Linked DNA regions of Arachis hypogaea: region 1 is linked to region 2. A link is a contact called in public Hi-C data. All regions are on one chromosome and are shown on one strand. The core of a region is the stretch at or near the end of the contact, and the rest is flanking DNA. Distances in the headings are between cores, read along the strand shown.

Region 1 (2,700 bases), core at 57-2,556, 420 kb before region 2:
TATCCTTCTGTCAATAAATAGTGTAAAACAAAATGAAATTGTCCATATATTTCATTATTTATAGTGGTGCATGTCTTGTTACTGACACGTGAACATGAAGATGACGTAGTTTTGGACAGTGAAATATTTATTATCTTTTCAATTTCATATACCCTTTATCTCTCTATTTATCGCTATCAAAACAAGTGAAGTTTAACTCTAAAAATTGTTATCTATATAAATAGGCACGTCAAAGTAATTAACCGTTCATATAAAGATCACCGGTAAGTTGATAAATTGATAGAAGATCATCACATGTCTGCGGTTTGCTTTTCTGGAGGGCCAAAGTGATATATTTTTTTTTTTTTAGAAACTAATTAGTCAGGAAGGCAAAATCTTTGAGACCTAATTGTCCCTTTATTCTTATTTGAAAATAATAAAATAAAAGTAAAAATAGAAATGCAATTCCAATTTTCAACACCGAAATTACAAGAGAGAGAGAGAGAGAGAGGCATACTCCGAGCAGCTGTCAAGCAATCTCTGAATGTCATCGCCGCCGCCGCTGCCGATGTGATCCCCCAACTTAGCCTCCTCGAGCTTCTCAATCTCCTTAACCCACAGCCCAGCGTGCACCCTTTGCTTCCTCAACCGGTAATCCTTCTTCATATTCTCCACGCTATAAACGGCACCATTTTGCACCTTCTCTTTCTCCTTCGATCCCTTCTTTCTCCTAACCTCCCAATTCTCGTTCATCTCCTCCACGAACGCCTTCGTCTCCGCGTCAGCATGAGTTTCGATCTCCGCCACCGCAACCCCGTCGGAAACGGCGGTGGAGGAAGACTCCGGCAAGGACGTGGAGGGGGAACCAAAGTTAACGTCGGTCTCCCATGGCGCGCGAGACTTGGGCGTGAGATCCTCCGGAAGCCACGCTGACTCCCACGCCTCGTTCCATTCATCTTCGCCGTTGCCGGAATCGCGCCCCGACGACCAGAACCTGGTCGCGGGAACCTCGTCGGAAAGTTTGAGATAGGGTTTGGCGGCAACCGTGAACGACGCTGCGTTTAATTGCTTCGGTTTCGACAAGTAGATAGAGGTTGCGAATCTTCGAAACGCTTGCATTTTTTGTTTTTCATGATTTTTTGTTTGTAGAAATTAGGAAGCTAAGTAGCGAAGTAGGCAATAGCTAAGCGCTACTCGGACCGCGAAGTAGACATTGGATTCGGAGTGGAAGAGCGTAGAACATAGCGTAATATGGGTTATTCGTCGTTAGCCTCTATATCGTTCGCCCCATTAATGAAACAGTAGGCCCAATTATAAACGGGTTCCCAAAAACTCGAAACGGCCAGTTTTTTTTTTCTTTTCAAGTTTGCGAGAGCCGGCCAATGAATCCGTAGAATAATTGGTTCAATAATTTAATAGTCTAATTCGAATGGAATTATGATGGAATCAATTTAATTAAATATAAAATAAATATATTAACATTTAAATATAAAATTAAAATATTTAAATATAATAATTTTTAAATTAATAAAATTTAAAATTTTATAATTTTATATAATAATTTATTTATAATTTGTTATTAAAAATTTACAAACATATATAAATATTTAAGTTTATAACAAAAAAATCAAAATATATATAATTGACAAATACAGCATGTTTCACTAACAAAAACAAAACAATAACAAATTTTCAACTAAAAAAACACCTCTCATGACAAATCATAATCATAACCACACATAAGGTACCACCACAATCTGTTAACAACAATCAAGAACAATCGATACGCTTGTTAACAACAATCAAGAGTCAAGAAAATTAATCAAGCAAAAACAATAATTAGCTCACAAAAATAAAACTGAAGAAGCAATGGAGGGCTGAAGATTTATTAGCGGTGACATGGAGAGAGAGTAACAAACTATTTAAAAAGTTTAATTATTTTTACTACAAAAATATTCAAAATAAAAATAAATATTTTATATATGTTTAAAGCTGAACAAACTATTTATTAACAAAATTAACATAATTTAAAATTAATTTAAAATATTTAAAGATTCTATTTTTTTAAAGACTTCTATGTAAAATATATATTATTATTACTAGACGTAGCAAATATCTTCTCATAATTAATAAACAAAATTTTTAGTCACTTATATTCTTAATTCTTGAAAATATTATATATAGTTAATCATATATAAAAATTAATTTGTTTAAGTGCAACTAAATTTTAGAATAAAAATTTTTGAGATATTTTTTATTGTCATGACAAAAGATATTAAGATAAAGTATTGTTTTAGTTCTTAATATTTAAATTAAGTCCAAATTTTGATCTTAATATTTAAAATATCCTATTTTTATCCCAAATATTTTATTTCATTCTATTTTAATTATTTGATCAATTTTTTTTTTCAAAAAGATCATTTCTTCTATTATATTTTTTTTAAATAGCAGCAAATTGAAAATCATAATTATAGTTGCCATAATGGTGGTTGTAGTAATTTAAGAATAAAAGTGACGGAATAATAATAATAATAATAATAATAATAATAATAATAATAATAATAATAATAATAATAATAATAGAGAAAAAAGGATATTTGTAAAAGGCTAAAATAGGATGAAATAAAACGTTTAGGATAACAATAGGACTTTTCAAGCGTTAGGGACGAAAATTAGGATTTAGCTCAAACATTAACAATTAAAAGAGTACTTTACCAAAAA
Region 2 (2,798 bases), core at 7-2,506:
CACATTCTATCCCAACAATCAACCTTCTTCCCAACAACTTTCAGTACCCAATCCCTCTCCTCTACAACAAGAACAATCTTCCACACCTCCACCACTATCCCTAGCACTCACAACATGATCATATGGTCTAAAGTAGGGGTCTTTAAACCCAAAGTGTTTAATGCCTTCCTTGAACCAAAAATTATTAAGCAAGCATTGGCTTTTCCTCATTGGAAACAAGCTATGAATAAGGAATATGCTACACTAATGAGAAATAATACCTGGAGTTTAGTGAAGCTGCCATCCAATAAGAATGCAATTGGAAGCAAATGGGTCTTTAGAGCTAATTACAATGTTGATAGCTCACTTTAGAAGTATAAAGCGCATCTTGTGACTCAAGGCTTTTACTAATAACCTGTCCGTAACTTTAAAAAACATTTAGTCCCATTATATAACCAGCATCTATTATAATGATTCTCTCTATTGCAGTCTCTAATAATTGGCAAATTCGTCAATTGAATGTAAATAATACCTTTCTCAATGGCAATCTCAAAGAAGAAGTCTATATGATTCAATCGAAAGGTTATGAAATTGGAGACAACTCCATTATTTGCAAACTCGGTAAATCTCTCTATAGGCTCAAACAGGCCCCAAGAGCTTAGTATCTCAAGTTGGCTAGCATTTTTAAATCAATAGAGTTTCAATCAACGAAATCTAATGTGTCGATCTTCAGCAGGTTTGATGGTTGTCAAAGAATATTTTCTCTTATTTATGTGGATGATATAATCATGACTAGTAGCTCCTCTACACTTATTCACATCTTCGTCAAGCAATTGCACTCTAAATTTTCTCTTAAAGACATGGGGACAATCCACTACTTTCTTAGTCTCCATGTTACCTCTGACAACTCAGGAAAAATTATCAATCAGGCCAAATACATATAAGAAGTATTTAAAAAGGCCAAGATGAGTGATTGTAAACGCTATACTACGCCGATAGCTTCTGATGCTAAGATGTCCAGTAGGATGGCTCCCCTTTTTCTGATCGAGTCTCTATCAAATAGTTGTTAATAGCCTTCAATACATTACTGTGACTCGACCCGAGATTGCTTATGTGGTAAATCGGTTTTGCCAGTTCATGCAACAGCTGCTTGATTCACATTAGAAGGTGGTCAAGCGAGTTTTGAGGTACTTAAGTGGGACTACATCCTATGTTTACACATCTCTCCTTCAAATGATCATAGACTAATTGGTTACACTAACAACAACTGGGTCAGTAATCCGAATGATCATAAATTTACAAACGGCTAATGTGTGTTCTATGGGGCTAATTTAGTAGCGTGGTCCTCCAAGAAGCAACATGTCGTGTCTTGGTATAGTACTGAGGCAGAGTATCGAGGATTGCTGCATTAATTTCTAAAATAACTTAGCTCAAGTATCTGTTGAATGAGCTGTAAATGCCCCCTTCGAAGTCCTCCTCTCATCTATTATGACAATCTTGGAGCTATTCAACTTGTTGCAAACCTAATTTTTCACTCAAAATCTAAGCACTTTGCTATGAATTTGAGTTTTGCTCGAGATCATATTACCAAAAGGGGAGTTATCATCAAGCACGTTCCTGGAAGTGTTTGGATGGTAGACATCTTTACGAAGTTTGTGTCTTCCAAGCTGTTTCACATTATTCAAAACAAACTTAGGATTGTTGATTGTCAAGTCCTGATGAGAGAGGATGATAGGAGTAAGCAGCACTAAGGTGTCATAAGGTGGTTAGAATTTGTTAAGTGTCTGTTACGCTTGTAGTTAGTAGTTACTGAACTCATCCACTATATATAAGTGTAATAGCAACTTTGTAATGGTGGTTGATAATCACAAACTCATTAAGATCTTCTCTTTTCCTTCTTTTCCACTTTTTGATCTTCATCTTTAAAACAAAATTAAAAAACGAAAAATAATGTTTGAATAAGATGAAAATGGGTGATGGAAAGAAAGAATTGAAAGATAAGATGTGTATAACATGATGGTGGATCCAAAAATTTTAAATAGAGAGAACTGAAATCTAAAAATTTATATAATCAAATATTGTATTATATATTTAGTGATGTTGGCTTCTTTTATTTTGTTAATAAAAACATTTATTAATAAATATCATATCAAAATAGAAATTTATAGTAAAAAATAAATTTATATTTTAACGTCATTTATAACAAAAAGTATTTTTCTCTAATATTTTTTATGTATACATTTAAAATAAATTAGTAAATATAGTATGTAAGATATATTCATAAGAAAATACATAAAGTTTAAAATAAATGAACTTTATATATATATATATATATATATATATATATATATATATATATATATATATTCTTATTACATTTAGTTAGGAGTTATTATAAAAATTAAAGTATTTTCACATTATAATAGATGTAATAATTAAGAAAAAATGTAAAAAATAAAAGGAATAATAAAAACCATTGAACAAAATGACTTGACCTTTAAAAATATATTGTTATCAATGAAAAAGAGCTAATAAGATTTAAAAGGTAAGAAATGAAATTTGAACCTAGGTTGTGTAGTATAAAAACATTACTAAAAAATCACTTGAATAGCAAGAATATCATTAAATATTTCATATCATCTAATATTTATGAGAGTTTGAAAATTTGTTTTGGTGGAGAAAAAAAGAGGGGGGGGGGGGGGGGGCATGGCCACCACCTCTTGGATTTGGATTCGCCTGTATAACAGTAAAACTCTTAATACAAGGCTATTTGAGATCTTTCATGATTGATAGATAAATAAATGAATAATGCTAAAACA

What was found. A called contact is a pair of places that touch in the nucleus more often than the background predicts.
Region 1: a Hi-C map of an unstated tissue shows a contact between it and region 2, with 3 times the contacts expected there. The contact joins the promoter of LOC112750226 here to the enhancer-like site in region 2. A contact is called at or near these places in 2 of 8 Hi-C or Micro-C datasets (leaf and an unstated tissue).

Annotation. Positions count from the first base shown.
Region 1 is chr15:43,540,287-43,542,986 of arahy.Tifrunner.gnm2.J5K5, reverse strand. It overlaps LOC112750226 (protein GAMETE CELL DEFECTIVE 1, mitochondrial), which reads right to left and starts at 1,306. Exons shown (of 3, transcript XM_025798841.3): 1 at 497-1,306. The coding sequence starts at 1,098.
Region 2 is chr15:43,116,874-43,119,671 of arahy.Tifrunner.gnm2.J5K5, reverse strand. No RefSeq gene overlaps it. Among protein-coding and RNA genes, the nearest start is that of LOC112753105, 6.6 kb to the left of the region's middle. Within about 2 kb of position 1,256, at least 1 of the 3 cell types and tissues checked has open chromatin away from gene starts, as enhancers often do.